2 separate regions of the Mus musculus genome follow, and region 2 is linked to region 1. A link is a contact called in public promoter capture Hi-C data. All regions are on one chromosome and are shown on one strand. The core of a region is the stretch at or near the end of the contact, and the rest is flanking DNA. Distances in the headings are between cores, read along the strand shown. Region 1 holds the start of Nsmf (NMDA receptor synaptonuclear signaling and neuronal migration factor). Region 2 holds the start of Grin1 (glutamate receptor, ionotropic, NMDA1 (zeta 1)).

Region 1 (4,591 bases), core at 1,515-4,014:
AAAGGTTTTCCTTGGGGAACCAGGTACGGATGGGGACATCATCTGAAAGAAAAGCAAGGCTATGGCTGGCAAGGTAGGAGTCCTGAAGCCCAGTCCTCGCTCTATTTTGAAAAGACTCTGGGCCCAGGGGTAGGATGACTCTCAAGGAGAGAAAAAAGCTGATCCAGGGCAGAGTTCTGGGACATAACCTCCCACCCATCCTCTCTGACTTGTGGCTCATTTTATTTATTTATTTATTTATTTATTTATTTATTTATTTATTTATTTATTTAGAGAAGGGGGTATGGAGGAGGAGAGAGGTGGTTGTAAGCTGCTTAATGTGGTTGCTAAGAACCAAAACTGGGTCCTCTTGCACTAGTAGTGAGTGTTCTTAGTCTCTGAGCTATCTTTCTATCGCTTGGCTTGAGGTGGTCTCTGTTTAACGTTCTCTCTAGTGGTTCAGTGTGAGGAACATTCTCAGAGGTGTCTCTGCACTGTCATATTTTGTCCCCCTTGGACATAAGGTAGCCCTTCTTAGCTGCCAGCTGGCCAGACATTTCCCTCCTTTCATCCCTACCAGAGGGGTGAGAGGTCCTTAGGGTGCAGCCCACCTTGATGAGTTGTTCATTTCCTGGGGTCCCCTAGAGCTACTCTCTGCAGCCCAGGCATGGTGCACGGGGGAAGGATAGTCCCTAAGTACAGCATGCCTCAGGGCATCCCAGCCCTCCCTTCCAGCTCAGCATCAATAACCTCAGGGCCCAAAAAACTTCCCTCCCTTGTAGCTTCTGAAGATGGCCTGATCTATGTCTTCAAGGTCCTCCCAGGCCCTCTCCTCCAGGAAGTATCCTTGATAAACTGTGGTAGGTTGGTTTGTCCACAGTTCACAGGATTTGGGCGAGGAGGTGAGCTCAGATGGAAGGGACTTCATCCTGACTGCTATCACACCAGGGTACCCAGCTTTGCAGTGTTGGCTGCTGCTGCTAGAGGCCAGCAGGTATCTGCCCAGGCCCAAAGATAAGGCCCTCACCAGACACTCCATCAACGCTATACATCCTTTCCAGCTTCTTGTGGCGGCCAGGAGCCTCAGGTAGAGGTGGCTGCTCCAGCCCAAAGGCCCGAGAAGAGGGACCAGGGACCAGCTGGGCACATCCTGGGCACTCTTTGGAGCCCTGGCGGCTTCCTGCCCAGCTTTGGCAGGGCCTGCTGATGTCCTCCCGGCTGCTGCCTGGGCTGGCACGCAGGGGCTGGCTGTGGTGGTGAGGGTGCCGTTCCCGCTGTCTCCTCCCTTTTACCACTGCTAGCTCAATGGCTTCAGCTTCAGAGCCAGGTAGCAGGGCGGGCTCTCTAGAGATGGTGTACACGTGGGGCTGGGGGCCCTCTATAGCCGGCTTCCCGCTGACTGCCTCATCTGAGATGCTGCCCTCATATCGGCCATTGGAGACGAGGGAGAGGCGGCGCTTGTTCTGGGGTGCAGGTTGCATCTCTGGGGACCCGTCGTGGCCAGAGTAGGCGTCAGCCAGCAGGTGGTCTAGGGAAAGGCATCAGGTGAACCTTCAGCCTGATGGTCTACCCTCCCGGTCCTCTGGCACACTCAACAAGCCCCAACCTTAATGAGGGGGCTGAGGTTACTAGAGAAGGCTCTACCAGGTGGCCTGTTTCTCTGCTTATCTGGGCCTGAAGCCCTTGTGAGAGTGAGGATTGGGGCGGCAGGCAGGCCTCACTACCTGTGCATAATCATCAGAAGTTAAGAATAGACAGGCCGATATCCCCCCAAGAGCCTGCAGATACACCCATTTGCCTGGTGCCAATTCCTCCCCTCCCCCCACCAGCTGGCCCCCAGACAGTGGTGCCAGCCCTGGGGGTGCCAAGAGGCCTGTTGCCATGCCAACAACCCAGGCTGGGAGGGCGCCATGGAGATGGGTGACTGGAGCTCCTCCTAGGGTTCTGGGCCCTGGAGGGCAAGGGATGTGAGGTAGACAGGCCAGCAAGGTACCTGGGCTGGCTCACACTCCACTGGCCCTGGCCCTGGCCCTGGTCCTGGTCCTGGCCTTGGCCTGGGGCAGAGGACTCACCCAGAACAGCCTTTTGTTTCCAGTGTGCCTACCTGCACCGTTGCGGTTCTCAGGGTGACTCTGGGACAGGTACTCTCCAAACGCTCGGGCTGCTCTGCATGGTAAGCAGAGGGAACACGGGTCAGTACAAGCTGGCTACCAGCCTCCAATACTGGCAAGACCCTCCCTACCATACTTACCCCCACCCAGGCCTTCCACATCAACATGAGAAGAGGTGGGCTCTTCCCACCCACCACAGAGTGCCAGGGCATCCTGGTCAGAGACCTCCTACTACTTTCTGTCTAATCTGCCCAGCCTGTGGGCGTCAGGTTTTAAGGCCCAATGCCCACTCCGGAACAGGAAGATCACAGGGCATTGGGGTAGCAGCACATACCACAGAGGGTAGCCGGCAGCAGTAGCCGGTCAGCCCGGCCCACTCACCTTACTTTGGCCGCTACCGAGGACATGGCCTCGCTCCTCAGCGCCCTCCTCCTGGAGGCGGCGGCACCCATGGTCACGGCGCCCGCGCATCCCCCGGATTTCAGAGCGCGCCTCGCGCCCGCCGCCTCTGCCGGGGGAGCCGTACGGCGCCTGAGGTCGCGCTAGGTCTCAGCCTCAGGGTCAGGGTCAGACTTAGGCCCAGGCCCCGCATGGCCGCACCCAGCGCCCAGCGCGTCCAGCCACTGTAGGAGAGCGCGGCTGGACCCGGGGGCGGTGCTCCGCCTCCTGACGCTGAGCCTGAGTTGGCACCACCCCCATGATGACAGATAAGGGCGTGGCTAAAAGGCGGCTCCTCCCGGAGGCTTTCTTCTTGGGGGCATAAAAGTGATGCCCTTCCACTTAGGCCAGGGCCTGTGTATGCCCAAAGAAACCCTTGATTTAGGGGGAAACCCTAGTTTCCTTCAGACCCGGAGCATCCTAGCCCAGCCTAGAGTTGCTGCCTGGAAGCAAAAGGGTCCTGAAAGAACAAGAGATCACCCACTGACCTTCCCGACCTCAGGTCCACTTAGCTCTTTGCCCCTGCAACCTTTACACCAGAGTAAAATAGCCACACAATCAGATTAACGTTTATTAGTTCAACAATCCCACCTTCCCATGCCTCACAGAGGCGTCCGTGCTCCTCAGTACTGCTGTGGGGATACAAGGGTGCCGGGGAAGTGAAGAGGCCCACGACTCCAATAACACAGCCCATGTCTCTGGAAGAAGCCAGATGGCTATATCATCCAGTTTGATCTTGTCAGGCAACTGAAGTAGCCTCTAAGGAATGGGTGCAGCCTCAGTCTAAGGGTGAGGCCCAGGTGTTTTATTTATTTATCCAGTCAGGAAGGATGTTCCAGTCTTGGCCCCTGGTCATCTTGATTAGGGAGCCAAGGGAAGGAGTCCTGGGACTGTTCTGGGGAAGTCAAGCTGGGGGGTCCTTGCAACATCGAAGGCTCATATTCCTGGAAGCAAATCAGACATGGTCAAGATATGCAAAGTGGGGGCTTGCCCGACCCCAGACTGTATCACCTGGAGTGGGAAAACCAGTAGCTAGCCCAGAGTCAGGGACCAGGGGCAGGCCCTGTTTGGGGACCTCAGAGTCCGGCACAGGCAAGGCAGGGTTCAGCACCTCACCGAGTCAGAGTCTAGCTCAATCCCAGTGCTCTGGAAGTCAGCATACGTTTCCTTGGGGATGGCTGGCAGTTCCTCCTCATACTCGGTCTGATAGTCAGACTCATCTAGAGCAGAAGAGAGGGCTCCATTGGTCCTCTCTCCAAGGACAGTGGCTGTGCCAAGCAAGGCTAAAAGGGAAGCAGAACATGGCCATGCCCAGCCCCACTGTAACAGTTCCCAGAGAGCTGCCCAGTGCCAGGGCTGCCAGAGGAACCTCCAGACCCAGCAACACTTCACAGGCGCCTTTGTTCATCTCACGCCACAATGTGTCCTGTGTGTTTTTCACAAAAACATGACCCTCCTCACCTACTCCCTAACCACACATGGGGGCCGGGTCAGAGTTGTGTAAGGAGACCAGCACAAACTCAGCTCAGTGTTGGGGCTCTCACCCTGGGAAGACTCCAGAGCACCTTTCAAGTTCTTCTTTAAGATGGTACATGCAGCAGGGAATTCTGCAGAACATGTTGCTCTGTTGCAAGATGGGGGGCCCCATTGCAGGGTTGTAGATCAGAGCCATGTTGTTGGATGTGGCCCTCGGGCCTCCTAAGGCCTCCTCTGCCAGTAGGTTCCCCTTAAGGTCTGTGGTGTGGTTAGGATGCTCTATGGAGTGATGAGGGGGAAGCCTGAGTGGCCTAGGAGGCAATCCCATGTGGTGGGAACTGGACAGATGGGCTCTGGGTCTTGACACATGGAGAAGCAGTACTGAGCTTCTTGGCCAGTAGAGCTCAAGAGTTGGTGACTTCTTCAAGGGCAAGAGTGAGGGCCTAGTGTAGTGGAGTCCTACCACCTCTTTCCTGTCCCACTCTCCAGACATCTACTCACCATCCACTGCAGCCACCTTGGCCGGCTCAATCCGTGACACAATCTCAGCAAGGTCCGTGAAGGAGGAATTGGGGCAGGTGAACACC
Region 2 (4,591 bases), core at 1,429-3,928, 260 kb before region 1:
TATAGAGATAATCTGCACATGACCTACCTCTCCTCTCTTTTCCAGTTTCCTCCTTTCAAACAGCTTCCACTTGGTGAGAATGCACTCATAGGCCTTGTGACATAAGCCTGGGTCACAAGGATTCATTCACCTCTAGTGAGGATGCAGAGCCCAGTTCTTTCTCAACTTCTGATCTGAGATATGAGGGCAAAGCCCAATGGGCCAGCCTGGGTGGATTAGCAATCCATATTTCACCAGGCAGTGGTGGCACATACCTTTAATCCCAGCACTTGGGAGGCAGAAGCAGGCAGAACTGTGAGTTTGAGGCCAGCCTGGTTTACAGAGTGAGTTGCAGGACACCCAGGGCTACACAGAGAAACCAAACCCTGTTTTGAAAAACAAAATAAAACCAAAAAGCAAAGCGAAAAAACAAAAAAAAGCCACATTTGTCCATGAACTGAGGTCAATGAGTCCTGTCTTAAACTAGGAGTTGGAGAGGGCAAACCCCTTCACAGTTGGGCTGCAATTGGCAGAGCAGTGGAGTAGCATGGGTAGACTCATAAGCATTCATAGTCTCCTTTGTTGATGCTCTTTACACAACAGAGTTTCCTATACTAGCCTGGGGGCAGATCCCATCCAGGGGTTCCACCACAGAACAATTCTGAGCATCTTTGGTCATGTTCACAGCCTTTGCCTCCCCAGGACCCCGTGAGGTCTCAACCCAAGACAGTTTGTCAGTCAGTCTGTTACTGCAGCAGGCAGAAACACGATTGGTGGCTTGTATGACTGTATCCAACCAAGCCCCTGAGGAATAAGAGGGAACAGAGTCAAAAGAGATGGTGGGTCGAAGAGGCTGTGCCTTCTCCCTGCCCTCACTATTGAGCCCTTTCCAAGGAGTTTAGACCAAAAGATTGAGGACCCACAGCCCAAGAAGAGCCCAAGAATTGCTGGCAAATGGGCTCTCAGGAAGGGAAACTCTGTTGCGTGACAAATCTTCCCTGGTATAAATAAGTAGCTCTACCATGGTCAATTTCAGATTCCTACGTGGGAACAACTACCTACTGATCATTGAATATTCAGCAAAAAGATCTAACATGTCAGAAGGAACAGTCTTTGGTTCATGGGGTGGATGGGTGGTTCCTGCCCTATCATGAAGTGACAGAGCCCAGGCCCACCCCTATACAGCCTTCAGGCCCTGACTTGTCAGAAACCACAGATGTCTGGAGATGGCCCCAACATGTGTGCAGATGGTGCCAGCTCCGGGACTCCTGAAAGCTGTTAGAGCCTCGAGGCCATGAGGCTGAGCTCTTTCCTCTGTGTTCTTTAATGCCAGAACAGAGAGTGTGCAGACATGGAACCTCCGGGCAGCAGAGAAAAGAAAGGGAGCCAAGACAGGGGTCTTAGACAGTGCCACAGGCCTGCCTGTCCTCTGCTCTGGAAGACAGCTTTAACAAGAGGACTCAGGAGTGTGAACGTGTGGGTCCAGGATTCTCCCCTGCACTGCTCAGCACATAGGTGTGACGACCTCCTCCTTTATCCCCTAGGAAGCATTTACAGGGGAGCCTGCAAAATCCTGGTTGCTATTGGAAATACTGATGTCACTGGCAGGGGTGGAGCTTCAGCAGTTTTTTTTTTTTTTTTAATTTGGGAAAGGCTGTACTTTACATGGCAGGAGGGGGACAAAGAATTAGGATTGCCAGACTGAGAAACAAGGAGAGCTCTGGGAAATGACTGCTGGGAGCAAGATGCAGTTCACACTGGTGAACAGCCAAAGAGAGGAAGCAGGGAATACAAAATAATCTAATTCAGACAGTGCTGCCTGATGTCTAACCTTGCTTTAGCTGCTATAAACAGCTTCCTCTGTCCTTGGTCTCCTTCAGGTCTCCTAGAAGGTACCACTCTATAGTAGAGGAGCCAATGTCACACCTATTTTTTCTTTTTCTTCTTTTTAAATTTTCTTTCTTTTCTTTTCTTTCCTTTCCTTCCCCCCCCCCCCCCCCGAGACAGGGTTTCTCTGTATAGCCCTGGCTGTCCTGGAACTCACTTTGTAGACCAGGCTGGCCTCGAACTCAGAAATCTGCCTGCCTCTGCCTTCAGAGTGCTGGGATTAAAGTCGTGCACCACCTCCGCCCGGCCGTCACACCTATTCTTAACCTCCAGAAGGGAGTCTAAGTCACGGATCCAAGGTGTGGTGTTCCCCTCCCTCCAATTTGGTTTTATTTATTTATAGACAGATCCTGTTACTCACTATGTAGCCCAGGCTGGCCTTGAACTCTAGCAATCCTATCTCACCCTCTAGAGTGTATCCAACTCTCTCCTATAATACTGAGCCCTATCAGAAGGAAATCACCAATATCCTTCCCCCAGCGGTATAGAGGGACAGGGCCTCTTCCTGACCTTGGAAGAATCAAGTCCCAAAATATTACAAACTGTAGGTAAGAACTTCTACTTGAGCGCGCACACTCAAGCATTCACAATGCATTCCCTCCTGTTTAAATACACTTAAGAGTGCAGGTGCACGTGGTGATAAGAAACCCGGCTCAGCTATCGCAAGTCGGGACCACACGGATGACTGTCCCTGGTTCTCTGTATGCTAACGCGCGTGCACATGCCCACGTGGGCGCGTCTCACTCGCGCGCTCCAAGCATTTACGCCAACGCAGGCGCGCGTCAGGAGGCGCGCGCTCGACTCCGCGTCAGGAAGCGGGGGCGGTGGGAGGGGTAGAACGCGTAGGTCCCGCTCACGACTCCGCAGCTGCTGCAGTCGCCGCAGCATCGGGACCAGTCGCACAGTCCAGGCAGCTGTCTTTTTCGCCTTTTCCGCGCGGGTGTTCGAGCAGCGCCCAATACGCTTCAGCACCTCGGACAGCACCCGCCGCGCTCGCCCTGGGCTCCTGAAGAATCCGCGGGTGCTTGACCGCGCGGGGGCCCGGGGGTCCGTACATCGCGAGGTGGTCGCGCTCGCGCAACCCAGAACCAGGCCCGCTGTGCCCGAGGCTCATGAGCACCATGCACCTGCTGACATTCGCCCTGCTTTTCTCCTGCTCCTTCGCCCGCGCTGCCTGCGACCCCAAGATTGTCAACATCGGCGCGGTGCTGAGCACGCGCAAGCACGAGCAGATGTTCCGCGAGGCAGTAAACCAGGCCAATAAGCGACACGGCTCTTGGAAGATACAGCTCAACGCCACTTCTGTCACCCACAAGCCCAACGCCATACAGATGGCCCTGTCAGTGTGTGAGGACCTCATCTCTAGCCAGGTGACCACTACTTCCTCTCTCCCCTGCTCCTCCACCATCCTCCACTGCCCCAGTTTCATTCGATCCTTCCCTGGTCCTTCTCAGTCTCCTTACCAGACCACCCCAAGCCAACTGGTCCCTGGAAAGGCCTGGGACAAATGTCTGTGTCTGCTGGTTCCCCCTGGACTGGTCCTCAGAGGACCATGTGTGCTGTCATGTGACTATCATTGGTGATCTGTTCCATCTAGTCAGTGTGGTTCTAGACATTTTGAGCACAAGATGGAGGAGCACTTCAGGGAACTGGCTGGATGAGGCCTGGGGCTATCTTTGTTTCTTTCCTTACCTCTCTTCCCTTCCCCCATTCATGGGTCTGCATAGGATGGTCCAGGTGCCAGAGCAAACAGGCTCTGCAGGGGTTGGAGTGAGGACTGCGCATGCCAGAGACACCAAGGCACAGAGTGGGAGCTGAGTGCAGTGTGCTGCAGGGGAGGACATGTTGCTGGTGAAGCTGTCCTCCCCTAGCTGAACTGGCTGCTGAATTCCAATGAAGCCATGAGAGTCACTGCAATGCACCATCTTATGTAAAATGAGGACAGGAACAGAGACTGTGCCAAGTCTATTAATACTTGCTTTTCAAAGGACATCTACATCCATGAACATATCTGCTCACACACATGTTCATGCACATGGCACTAGCACACACTACGTCTCAAAATAACACAGTCAACTGCACATGCTCACTCACACACATCTGTATATCCATGGACACCCTGCTTGATATGGTCAGTGCACATAGCAACACTGCTTCCATCATGAGAGTCCTATATCAAGATAGACACACTGGTGTGTATAGTGCAAACATGCTCCAGCCCTTGCTCAAGAATACCTACATACCTTCATACACATGCATACCTACATACAATGTGACCTAAAGTGTGCAGGCTGGGGATCATGGTGAGGGCAGTGAGAAGCAGTCCTCACATTGCAGAGTGTAGAGGCCATGCCAGAGTTTTGTGTCCCCATTCCCACCCTGCCTCACTTTACAAGCGGTGAGCCCTGGTCAGAAGAGAGGATCTACCAACTGCATGTGCCTCTGTGTGTGTGTGTGTGTGTGTGGTGTGGTGTATGTGTGTGGTATGTGTGGTGTGTATGTGTGTGTGGCATGTTGTGTGTGTGTGTGTGTTGTAGTGTGTGTTGTGTGGTGTCTTGTGTGTGTGGTGTGTGTGTGTTTGTGTGGTGTGTGTGTGTGTGTGTCATGGTGCGTGTGTGTTTGTGTGGTGTGGTGTGTGTGTGGTGTGTATGTGTGTGGCATGGTGCATGTGAGTTGTGTGTGTGTTTGTATGTTGTGTTGTGTTGTGCGTGTGTGGTGTGTATGT

Evidence for each region. Capture Hi-C pulls out chosen DNA fragments and counts their contacts.
Region 2: a promoter capture Hi-C map of liver shows a contact between it and region 1. The contact joins the promoter of Grin1 here to the promoter of Nsmf in region 1. A contact is called at or near these places in 4 of 39 promoter capture datasets (the SN4741 cell line, neural stem cells, pre-B cells and 1 more), 1 of 115 datasets of contacts at active chromatin or transcription factors (double positive thymocytes) and 2 of 9 other capture datasets (adipose tissue and liver).

Annotation. Positions count from the first base shown.
Region 1 is chr2:25,052,552-25,057,142 of GRCm38.p6, reverse strand. Nsmf (NMDA receptor synaptonuclear signaling and neuronal migration factor) reads right to left here and starts at 2,764. Exons shown (of 16, transcript NM_001039386.1): 1 at 2,472-2,764; 2 at 2,084-2,145; 3 at 1,007-1,507; 4 at 1-42. The coding sequence starts at 2,542. Pnpla7 (patatin-like phospholipase domain containing 7) reads right to left here. Exons shown (of 35, transcript NM_146251.4): 33 at 4,506-4,590; 34 at 3,645-3,748; 35 at 3,071-3,472. The coding sequence ends at 3,350.
Region 2 is chr2:25,317,274-25,321,864 of GRCm38.p6, reverse strand. It overlaps Grin1 (glutamate receptor, ionotropic, NMDA1 (zeta 1)), which reads left to right and starts at 2,678. Exons shown (of 20, transcript NM_008169.3): 1 at 2,678-3,236. The coding sequence starts at 2,979.